Linked DNA regions of Gossypium arboreum: region 2 is linked to region 1. A link is a contact called in public Hi-C data. All regions are on one chromosome and are shown on one strand. The core of a region is the stretch at or near the end of the contact, and the rest is flanking DNA. Distances in the headings are between cores, read along the strand shown.

The links. A called contact is a pair of places that touch in the nucleus more often than the background predicts.
Region 2: a contact with region 1 is called in a Hi-C map of leaf, with 2.3 times the contacts expected there. The contact joins the enhancer-like site here to the promoter of LOC108479877 in region 1. A contact is called at or near these places in 2 of 5 Hi-C or Micro-C datasets (both in leaf).

The regions. Positions count from the first base shown.
Region 1 is chr3:40,894,920-40,901,237 of ASM2569848v2, forward strand. It overlaps LOC108479877 (homeobox-leucine zipper protein HDG2-like), which reads left to right and starts at 2,215. Exons shown (of 14, transcript XM_053025670.1): 1 at 2,215-2,814; 2 at 2,947-3,119; 3 at 3,189-3,362; 4 at 4,008-4,228; 5 at 4,325-4,442; 6 at 4,535-4,723; 7 at 4,800-5,222; 8 at 5,326-5,427; 9 at 5,513-5,713; 10 at 5,784-5,958; 11 at 6,055-6,318. The coding sequence starts at 3,258.
Region 2 is chr3:41,270,147-41,276,464 of ASM2569848v2, forward strand. No RefSeq gene overlaps it. Among protein-coding and RNA genes, the nearest start is that of LOC128290399, 3.9 kb to the left of the region's middle. Within about 2 kb of position 2,460, at least 2 of the 2 cell types and tissues checked have an H3K27ac peak or open chromatin away from gene starts, as enhancers often do. A contact at or near this core is called in leaf, where this site is marked.

The sequences.
Region 1 (6,318 bases), core at 965-3,464:
TTTAGTTAGCCAATCAACAGCCATATTCCGTTCTCTATTCACGAATTGGAATTTAATTGTTGGAACCTGATGAGACACTTCTTTGATTTTCCTAATAAGAGTAATTGAAGGTGTACTTCTAGAGCATTCCTTAATCATATCCACAACCATCATTCAATCAGATTCATTTATCACCTTAGTGTAACCTCTTCTTTAAGTTATTTCTAATCCATGTAGAATCATCCACAGCTCAGAAACTATAGTTGAACCCTCCCAACAAGTCTTTAAATCCCTACAATCTAGTTACCAAAAGAGTTGCGTAATACACCCCCAACCGTTGACTAGTTTCCATTGCTACTAACCGCTCCAATTTTCACTTTTCACATAAGAATTGAAGAAAAAAGCTTGATATTCAATTACATTAAATTTAATGAGACTTATTAATTACAATAATATGCAATATATGTGTAATTAAGAGTAAAATTTAGGAAGAAGGTTATAATAAGATTATTTAATATTTGGAATAGTTTGTCTTTCTTGTTATTGAAGGTATATTAAATGAGGGAAAAAGGTGATTCCTTAGCATTATACATGTAATATTCAAGTAGTGATGGCAAAAATCATTATACTTGGCGTGCATCATATCATATATACGAAACCTTTTTAATGTAAATTATTAAACATTGGGTTGACCTCAACAACGACATAGTCAATGTATAAATGAATTGAATTACATCATTTTCTAGGACGTTTAATTGCAAGATATGGATAATGAAAGCTTTAATTTTACGAAATCATTTATTTAATTGCAAAAATATATTAAGAGTGTGTATAACTTTGGGTGTCCACGAATATGATATCTATATATAGATAAATATATGTATTTAAACATTTCACCTTCTCTACAATAATAGATGCATTACACGGGCATTTATGATTTATGGCTTTTATATACCATTGACATTTTAATTGAAATTCATATTATTACATTCTTCACTGACTAATTTTGTATCATAATCAACATCTTAATTTCTATTTAGTATTCTGATGATTAAAGTTGAAACCCTACTTTTTTGTTAATTTATAATACACATTTATAAAAAAAAAAGTTACATTGATTGAGGGGCTTAAAATTCAGATGATTATTCGATTTTATCCTCAATATTAATTGCACTAAAGAATAACAAATTAAATAAAGGAACCTACATGCCAATTCCTTCTCACATTTATTCATACCGTTAACATAGCAACTACATTTTATTAATACCATTTTGCTAATCACTATTCTTTTAAGGATTCTCAACATATTATATCTACACTAATATTTAATTTGATGCCATAAGTTAGTGAGATCAACTTCACTAAAATTTCATTTAACATTAATTTAAATCAATTAAAAATAGTAATTTCAACCTAAAATGCATCAAATTAATTTTTTAAAAAAAAGCCCACTTATACTTTTTCATAAATTACTGGTAACTTTTTTTTATTTTATAAAAATAAATTCTTTTTTTTCTCGATAAAAACAAAATCAGGTTAAAAAAACTATTCACTCTTTTTTTTTTAAACCCTTTCCAACTTTTAAATAAGAGATAAACATACTTCAACGCATTCAAATTTATGCACTCGTACATCAATAAAAAACATAAGATAAATATATAGTTTTTAACATGTTATTTTTCTTTCTGTGTGTATCATAGGAATAATGTTAATAATATGCATAAAATGTTCATTATTTTTTTCAAAAATTCATCGTTCCTTAAACAAAATATTATAATAGTAACATTATCCAATTTCGAATTAGAATATATTACTTAATCGTGTTAACCTATATACTTTTTAAGTTGTTGCAATATTAACAATATTAATAGAAATAAAATTCAATTAAATTAATTTGACATTTTGATTAAACTAATTTGTAAAAAATAAGTTGTTTTCTCATTTAGATAAACAAAATGTTTAACTACATAATAAACAGAAATTGATGTAGATATTTTACCATTTTCTTTGTGGGTTGATACATATATTATATCAATAAAATTAAACATCCAAGAATTTTTCATGCAGAATCTTTAAATTTGATTTGTTGTGTGGATATAAAGTTAGAACATATATATTTCAGCATGAATGAATGTCATGATCCCTCAAAACATGCTGTGGAATCTAAATCATGATTAAAAAGGAAAACTTGATGCCAACCTTTTCCTCTTCACCATTAATGAAAGAAAGAGATTTTCACATTATGAAAAAGTGAGATAATAACATGGAAGTAAACCCATTTCGTAACAGAAGGTGAAGAGAGTAAATAAATAAATCCAAAGGTAACAAAGGGAGATGAAAAAAAAGACCCCAAAATTATGAAGGTTATTGGTAGCCGTCATTCGTTGCACCATTACTGTGAAACTCTTTTGGGGGGTGAATTGAATTGAAAAAAAAAAAAGATTAATCCTTTGAAGAGCCTCAAATTCTCTCTCTTTCTCTATCTCTTTCTCAATGTTTACAGCTTCCCTCCATTAAATGCAATTGCACCCTCTCAATACGCTTTGCATTAACTCTTTGGCAGCCACAATTTTCTCCATCTCTTCACTCTATCTTCTTCATCTTCATCTTCATCTTCATCTTCTTCTCCTTTATCTTCTGCAACTTCATCTCCTTCGTATGTCACTTTGTTCCTACACCTACGCCCCTTAAAACCTACTTCTTATATATACCTTTATAGCTCAAACGGTAAAGGCTGCTTTCGCAGGAAAACCATTAGTTACAGGTAACGAGGGCTAGAAGCAGATCCGTATCTCCTCCTTTCCCTGTGGCTTTTCGAGGGATCTACTTTATTAGGTCTAAAATTTATATGCAACCAAGTTTTGTCTACAGTGTTTCGGTCTCTTTTTTTGGCCTTGATAAGCTCAAAATTCCCTTATGTTTTTCTTCATCTTACGTTTTGTATTTATTTATTCTGAAATGATGCAGACATAGCCGATGAACGGAAAAGGAAAGAGAGTTGGTTTGGAGACTGACAAAGAAGGCATAGTTGGATTCTCCGTGATCTTGGTTGGAACGTTACATATGAGAGGATTTTTTCAAAATCGTCAACATTTCAACATTCTTCTTCTATAGATTCTCTCCTACTCCTACATTGGCACGTAAGAATCAGATATTCTATAAGGATAAATATACTATAATATAAGCTGAAGGGACGAGAACCTTTTCAGCTGCTAAAAGGAAGAACACATTGATATATGAACAAATATTGGATAAGGCTTTTGGGATTCTGAAACATCATGCCAGCCGGAGTAATGATCCCGGCAAGAAACATGCCGTCGATGATCACCGGAAACGGGAGCGTTAGTGGATATGGAACATCCTCAGGACTTACACTTGGTCAGGTTAGAACTTAGAACTAAATATTTTTCTCTCTCATCCATTGCCTACCGTTTCAAATCTCTGATTTCTAAGGGATTCTTCTTAGTCTTTGCAGTTGTCATTTTTTGTGCTTAATCTCTTCAGATTTTCCCCTTTTTCGATATCTTAAACCTTAACAGATTAATGGGTATTTCCTCGTATTATCTTTTCTCCCCATTACAGTACTTGAAACAATAAATCTGTCTCTCCTTTTCCACTGTTTGGAACTCAAGAAAATGTGTTTTTCAAAGTGATTTTGGTCATATTTTGCTATTCCAAGCAAAATCCTTCTCGGTATTTGAGAAACGCGTAAATCCTTTTTTTGCCCATGAATCTAGCTCCCCTGATTCTTCCTCATTAGTCAAATTACTGCCAAAACATGCGTTTGTCGCATATAAATTTAGTCTACTTATCATATATAAATCCGTACACTCAAATCTAATTTGATTTTGCCTTTTGCTTACCATTTTTTTCCCCCTGAACAACCTTCGTTTTTTTTTTTCCATATGTGGGAGATGGGATTTTTATTTTAGTTTTTTGAGTGGGATTTTCTTTTTCGATTATGAATGTTAGATTGAAAAACCATAAGGTTCGGACTCTTAAAGATCTGTTAGATAATGTTCCAGCAGCCTAACAACATGATGGAAGGTCAACTCCACCCTCTTGAGATGACCCAAAACGCTTCTGAAAGTGAAATTGCTCGAATGAGAGACGAAGAATTCGACAGTACAAACAAATCTGGTAGCGAAAATCATGAATTAGGTGGCTCTGGAGACGATCAAGATCCTCGTCCCAACAAAAAGAAGCGTTATCATCGCCATACCCAGCATCAGATCCAAGAAATGGAGGCGTAAGCTAAAAACATTTTTAATTTAACTCGTTAATTTATTCAACATATGCTAAAAAGCTTCTTCTTTCTTTGAAAATTTTGTTCCTTGTTTTATAGATTTTTCAAAGAGTGTCCACACCCAGATGACAAGCAAAGGAAGGAGCTTGGGCGTGAGTTAGGGTTAGAACCGTTGCAAGTCAAATTCTGGTTCCAAAATAAGCGCACACAAATGAAGGTATAACTATATTTATAGTAAAACGTCAATGGGAACTAACCTTGCTAAGCTTTGCTCATTTTTGTTTAAACGTCAATGGTTTTCTTGTACAGACTCAGCATGAGCGTCACGAAAACACACAGCTGCGAACTGAGAACGAGAAGCTAAGGGCTGACAACATGCGATATAGGGAAGCTTTGAGCACTGCTTCATGCCCAAATTGTGGAGGTCCAACTGCTGTTGGACAAATGTCATTTGATGAACATCATCTCAGACTTGAGAATTCTCGATTAAGGGAAGAGGTATCCTATTATATTTTTACAACGTTCATAGTATTTGTTTTTGTAGTTTTCTAACGTTTGGATGGAAACAATGTAGATTGATCGTATATCAGCAATAGCTGCAAAGTACGTGGGCAAGCCAGTGGTGAACTTTCCTCTACTTTCATCTCCTGCGCTTCCTCGACCATTTGATTTCGGTTCACAACCTGTCACCGAGGAGATGTATGGTGTTGGGGATCTTCTCAGGTCTATTAGTGCACCTTCCGAGGCCGATAAGCCAATGATTATTGAGCTTGCGGTGGCAGCTATGGAGGAACTGGTTAGAATGGTTCAGATGGGGGAACCTTTATGGATGACCAGTCTTGATGGTACCACCTGTATGCTGAATGAAGAAGAGTATATTAGGACTTTTCCTAGCGGAATTGGGCCAAAACCTACTGGCTTTAAATGCGAAGCTTCAAAAGAAACTACTGTTGTTATCATGAACCACATTAACCTTGTTGAGATTCTCATGGATGTGGTAAGCTTTTATAATCAATGTATATACCCGAAAAATCGAACAAGCCTCTGCAAGCAAAAAAAAAAAAAAACACTAATCTTTGGGATTTTGTTTCCAAACTCAGAACCAGTGGTCAACTGTGTTTTCGGGAATAATTTCGAAGGCTTCAACTTTGGATGTTCTCTCAACAGGAGTAGCAGGGAATTATAATGGAGCCCTTCAAGTGGTAATGTGGATTTCTATGTTTATATCGATAAATTGTTTTGATGACTATACCGATTAAAATTTTTTTATGCTATTTATATCCTCAGATGACAGCTGAATTTCAAGTTCTTTCACCTCTTGTTCCCACTCGTGAGAGTTATTATGTAAGATACTGCAAACAGCATGCAGAGGGAACTTGGGCTGTAGTTGATGTTTCTTTGGATACTATACGCCCCAGTCCCACTGTGAGATGCAGAAGAAGACCATCTGGTTGCCTAATTCAAGAAATGCCCAATGGCTACTCGAAGGTAAACTACCCATTCTCAGATGCTTTATAGTCTGCATATCGCATTTGTTTTACTCCATTATGAAATGTAGGTTACATGGGTTGAGCATGTAGAAGTGGACGATGGAGGTGTTCACAATCTGTACAAGCAACTGGTAAGCTCCGGCCATGCTTTCGGAGCAAGACGATGGGTTTCTACTTTAGATCGACAGTGTGAGAGGCTTGCAAGTTTAATGGCTTCTAACATTCCCACCGGCGATGTTGGGGGTATAATATATTAATATTACAACACTCCTCTTTTACCTTACATATACTTTTTGGAATGCGATGCTTAAATTATGTTTGGACGATATATTTGCTTAGTGATAACAAACCAAGATGGGAGAAAGAGTATGCTGAAGCTAGCTGAGCGAATGGTAATCAGTTTCTGTGGAGGAGTTAGTGCCTCTACAGCACACACGTGGACGACATTATCGGGAACTGGGGCTGATGATGTAAGGGTGATGACCCGAAAGAGTGTAGATGATCCAGGTAGACCTCCAGGGATTGTGCTTAGTGCTGCAACGTCGTTTTGGCTCCCCGTTTCACCTAAGAGGGTTTTTGATTTCCTCAGAGATGAGCATTCTC
Region 2 (6,318 bases), core at 1,210-3,709, 380 kb after region 1:
AGTTTAGAAAATTTTCAACTGAAGAGATGAAAAGAGAGGGAAACATGAATGAGGGTTTAAATAGCCAAAGGGAAGAAACATATTTTTTAATTTTGGAAAATTTTCCATTTAAAAACTTTCTATTTTCTTCCTTTTCCAATTAAGTCTTTATTTCAAATTAAAACCCATTTCCTTAATTATTTTCAAATATGGTTTCTTTTTTAAAATTCGTTTTAAGAAATTTAATAACCAAACACTTAATTCTAATTTCCCAACCTAAATTTTTGGACCTGAATATTATTTTAATATTTTATCAAATTTTATTAATCACTTTCAATCCAATTTTGGTATCCGGAATGGATACTCGGTCCACTAAACCGATTCTACTAAAACAATTTTTGGGATGTGACAATAATTTCCTCTAAAATAGTATATATTTCTCTTGGAAAATCCTTTGGGTAAATTTGATAAAAATCCCTTAATCCACTCTTCATTCAACCAAGGTGATAAGGATAAGAACTCAACCATTATTCAATAGACTCATGGCCTCATCAATAGGATTTGTTAAAGCATTTGAGAGTCCTAGTCAAACGCCAACTGTTGTTTTGTCAAACATCTCATAACTTTGTAGGCCATAATCATCAAAAAGGCTGAACACCTTTCTATGGCCCAAGTAGAAATTTGTTCTTATTCTAACAAAACATGGAACATGCAATGTCGAAAACTCCAACAATATATGAGTTGAATTAATTTTTAAATATGATTTAGGATGAATATATGGTGACAAGCCCAAAACAAAATTTTGAGAAAATGAAGAAAAAGGAAATTATTTTGTGTGGCAAATCCATAGTTGATTGCTGGAAATAAGTGTGATAATGTGAAAATGCATGTCTAAGAATAGTTTTGGCTAGGAAAGACTTGGTACTTCAGAGTGTCATGTACACCACCTCTCTTTCTTGGGAACCTACCTAGTGCTTTATTCATCAACTACATTTACTATTCCAGTATCCAATTGTGATGACAAACTGCACCACTATATAACTTTGTGCAGAAATCAAGAATGGAAAAATTATAATTTTATTAAACCAAATGTCAATTTGATCGAAGCAAATGATATAATTTTCTTGGTAATTCTTAAGTCAATATCATGACTAATCTAAAAGAGTAGGTGATAGATAGTGGTGCCACTCGATACATTCATGATAATTAAAATGCCTTTATGTTCGACTCTAAAGTGGAAGAATGAGAAGAGGTTGTTCTATCTTAGAAACTTTGGAAACTGCATATGTGCTTGGAAAATGCTAGGTTATGTTCAAACCTCCGTCTAGAAATACCTTATACTAAGTGAGATGTTTCATATTCCTAAATTTCAAATCTATTTGGTTTCTACCATATTATTAGGAAAAGTTAAAGTAAAAGTTTCCTTCAAATGAGATAAGATTATAATGATTAAAAATATACTTTCATAAGAAAAAGTTTTTCTAACCATATATTTTTTGTTGTTTGATTTAAAAATTATTAATGGCAATGCTAGTCTATGTGCTTGCCTGATTGAAATATCATGATCTATGTGGTATGTTAATAATGGATTTGTGAATGCATGTCGTCGTGTAACTGAAAAAAATTAGAGCATTAAAATACTTACTAAAATGTGTGATTAATTTATAAGTTTACTATATATAAATTTATAAATATATTATTTATGGGGACTAAAAGATTAATTTTCCATTTTTGCTTATTGCCCCTAAGCCTTGCGGGAATTGTGTGGGTGAAGCCTACGTGTAAATTATGTATGAATCCACGTGCTTGTAATCATACAACATTTGACGAAATCATGTTTTCTGTAAGTGATGGTCAATTTGGTGAGGTCTTTCAATCGCAATGGAGAGATACAATAATAATATATAGGATTTTGTCCTAGTTGAGATAACCAGTCGAAATAAGTAAATTCGATCAAGATAAGGTGATTCGGCTAGTATTGATTTTTGGCGTTAATAAGAAGCAGAAAATGTAATTGGTTCGTGGAGATGGTCAAGGGTGGGCCTTGACCCAGCCTGCATGTTTTGGATGGGCTTCCAACAACCTGCCTATCGGCGGTCAGGCGGATAGGTTCCAGTAGTGTTGGTTGTCCAATTTTCCCAACAACGAAGCGGCCCATTTCACAACCTCTCAAATTGTCTTGATTCCCCCAAATCCTTCCTTCTCTGCTGAATGGGAAAGGCAACCTGCTTTGCTTGTTTCTTAAGTTGAATTGCGAAGCTTCTTTTGATCCCATGTCTGTCTGGGTTTTAATGGTAGTGACCAATGTGGTGGTTTAATTAATTGATGTGGGAGTCTAATCGTTCCTGCATGCATTATCTGTTGAAGTTGACCAATGCAAGTTATTTTTGAATCTGATCGTCAAAAACTTGATGACCCACCCCATCTTAATCAATCATTCGGCTGATTGCTGGAGTACCCCAGTAATTGAACTGGATAATCGCTATCTTTCTCCTTTGTTGTTACAGATATAAATTGGGTAACTTGGCTTCTTCACCACATTACTTGTCTTCCTTGCTTTTACTGTGATGGTCTCGGGCTTAGTCTTTCCTTTCCTTAATCAGGTTTAGTGCTACCAGTTAATAAGTTAATTTAAGTTCAATACAAGTAAAAAAAATGAAAGAAAGAAGGTTGAAGTAGACGAAGCCTCACATGGATGTGAGCCGAGTCAAATAGAAACCCATATACACGTTTGGAGGTTAGCCAGCTTTAGGTGGCATCTATCTGTCTCCCATTATAATAAACACCGAAAAAAAAGTGGGAAAGGGGGCATTTCCACATGCACAAACAACAAAGGAAAACACTCCTACGTTTCTTCTCATAACCTAACCCATGTGATTGATACCCTTTAATATAACTGTGTTGACGCCTCCACCTCGCCTTCGCCTTGCCCCCTTCTCAATTTACTAACTTTCAGCCCACCCTTTTCTGTTCTATATACACTAATCTTTAATTAAAATTTTATATATAATGAAGTTCAAAATTGGTGCCCTAAACATGAAAGATATCTCACATTCACCCAAACCACCCCCACCATCTCTCTTTTTTTTTTTTTTGCCATTGCATGTTCTAAGCAAAAGTTGACTAATCTTAACTAATTGTATTTCATATTTATCAATCAAAAACTCCAATTCAATTGCTTTTAGACATCACTTGTTTACTTAGCTACTATATTAGCTTAAATAATTTATTTTGAAGCTTTCCAATGAAACCCCGAGTAAAGTCGTGATATTCATTGGTTGGAAAGGTATTTATAATATCTATGAATGTGGATTTAGTTGATATGATTTTCCGGGGGAGTTGGTTAGGTCGATGGGAAAATCAAAGCTTTCGGTTCCAAGTTTTTTTCTGAGAAAAGAAAATAAGTTGATGCTGATGATGATATAAGATACAAGTTAATTGCAGGTAGATTGAAATAAAAATCAAACATTATGTAATCAGTTTGTTTCGAATGAAATAAAATATTTGTTGTAAATCAATAGCACATATGCTGTTTAGAAACCAACAAGTATGTGGAAACAGTGCATCCAAATGTTGTATAAAGAAGTGGGGTCACGTTGAAGCAAGTTTGTAGGCCTTTAAACTGAGTTAATAAATTAATTAGAGAGAGGGTTTAATTAAGCTGCTACCTGCCTAATTTATAACGCAAAATTGGGTCACCAGTAAAGTAGGGCAATTGATTACGCTATCAAACACAAAGTTCATTTGTCGTGGAGCCAAGACCTAACTACTTTCAACTGTTGATGAAGAATCTGTATCTAATAATTCGAGTAGTAAATTTCCAAATAAAAAAGGTTCGATTTTCATTTTATTACTTTTATTTTTAGGTATATTAATAAAACTACCCTGATCATTTACAATTTTGATAATTTATTTTTTAATTTTTAATTTTGAATCAGATTAATTTTTTTCTAATGAAATATAATAGTGCTGATGTGGCTGTGAAATTTTATTTAATTTAATTTTGACAATAAGTAATTATGCATTAGTTTTTTTTGGTGAAAAAGATAAATACAACCAATTAAGCTAAACTACTTTAAAAATTGAAGAAAAAGTTCAGTAAATGTTATTATTTAATATTTACGAGTCAAATATGATATTAAAATAAATTTTTATATTAGCAACTTATGCTATTTGAATGAACAATTAGGTTCAAGTGGTAAAACCTTAAAGTCAAGTGTTTTAGAAAATGAGGTATCGGGACTTCGTTTCTATAAACCGAGCCATGAATATTTTTATAAATATTTACTGAGTGTTAGTAAGGTTGTATTAAAGTTTCGTTAAAAATTTTAATATTTAGATAGTTAATTAATTAAAAAAAAATATATTATAAAAGTTACAAAAGCAAGTCTCTATTAATTAATAAGATAATTGGACAAAGTACAAAGGTTTATGAGGCAAATATACCATTGTTAAAAAGTGGAACCGTTGGCTTTGTTTTAGTATGAATATATATGTTTTATTAATTAAAATAAAACTAATTAAAATGTAATAAAATAAAACAATAAGGCATTATCATTTGATTTTCTTCTTTATACACCGAATGTCACCATGGAAATGGAAATAGAAAAGCTCCAAGCTTTGGTCTTACTATGGATGATGCATGTAAGTTCATTTTGATCTCCTTTTTTTAATTTTTATATTTTTGAGATCGTTGCAACTAAGTACAGCTAGTTCGTACCTTCGTTGTTGAAATAGTTAAAGACTTTGAATGTTGTCTTCATTGTTGAAATAGTTAAAGATTTTGAATGTTGTCATTGATGAATCTTTGTGATTTTATATGTTAAATGATGAATTTGAGGTATTAGTTGTTATTTATAAGTATTTTGTTAAGTGATTTTGATGAATTTAACGATTAGGGATTAAATTGTTGAAATAGTAAAACTACAAAGACTTGGTGTGAAATTGTGACAAATGTGGATAGTAATGGCTGCTATTAGTATTTGGCTAGTATGAATTTTCAGTAAAATTGGTTTATTTGCATGATTAGGACATAAGGACTAAATTAAATAAAAAGGAAAAAGTTGAGGGAAATTTTGTAAAAATGTCAAAAGGGACTAAATTGCATAAAATGAATTGGTTTTGCTGTCTAAATTAATAAATTGAATGAAATTGTTAATTTAGGTCAAGAACGATTGAAAAATCGAGGAGAAGAGAAAATTACCAAATAACCCCTATACTTAGTCATTTCTATAATTTAGCCAGGTAAGTTTGTACGATTAAATACCGCTTTGATGTTATTGTAAATTATATGTTGATATGTTAAATGCTATGTAAATTGAATGATGAAAATCCAATAATGCCATGATGTCTACCAAGCCCCGTTTGAACCTTAGGAATTCGTAGGATACAAATTACATGTCATTAGGGTTTTCATGTTTCGGGTGCTGGTCTTGAATGTCCTACCGATGGATGAGGTTCTTCATTTTTTGCGGATACACCACATCTCATGTGAGCAACATCGTGCAGCTTACATTCCAACCCACAGCTCATGTGAGCAATGATGTAAAGGAAATGAAATGTTACGGTTATATGTTTAGCACACTTTGTGTGAGCTATCCCGCATATCTAATGATATTCTAAACGGTTCAATGGGCATGAAAAGGAAAGAAACAGTAAGTATTCAAATGATTATTGTCATGAATCTATGAAAATAAATGAAAAGGGAATGTTCGTTTAAAGTATGTCTATGTTCATGAAACTGATTTTTTAAAGTGATGTTCATGTATAATCAATTATCTTATGTTAATTCAAGTGAGTTATGAGTTGGTGTACTAATATATGCTGTGGAGGTGCTTAGGCTTGTGCCAAGCTTATGGTTGGATTATATCATGCTTAATCTTAATGATATACTTTGAAATGGTAAGTTTCCAAATGTAAATATGCTTATGTTCATGAACAGGTTGCATGAATCAAAAGATATATATTTTTTATGAAATGGCTTATCATGTGGTTGATCCCAAAATAGTTATGTATAAATGCACTAAATTGTGTATCGATGATGATATTTATGCTTATGACTTGTACTATGCAAATGGTACGGGTAAGAATAGGTAATAAAACGATAAATTCATAATTGAGATGTAATATGATAAAAGGATTGATGAGTTGAATGACGTACTTATATGTGAAAAATTTACTTATACTATAAATGAATTTACTTACGTTATGAATAAACACACTAATACGTGAATTGATAATGTTATTTCAGCTTATGCTAAGTAAATGAAATGGTAAATAAGTAAATGGAATGTTTCATAGTCTTAAGAAAAGGTTGATGATTATGTAATACAACTTATA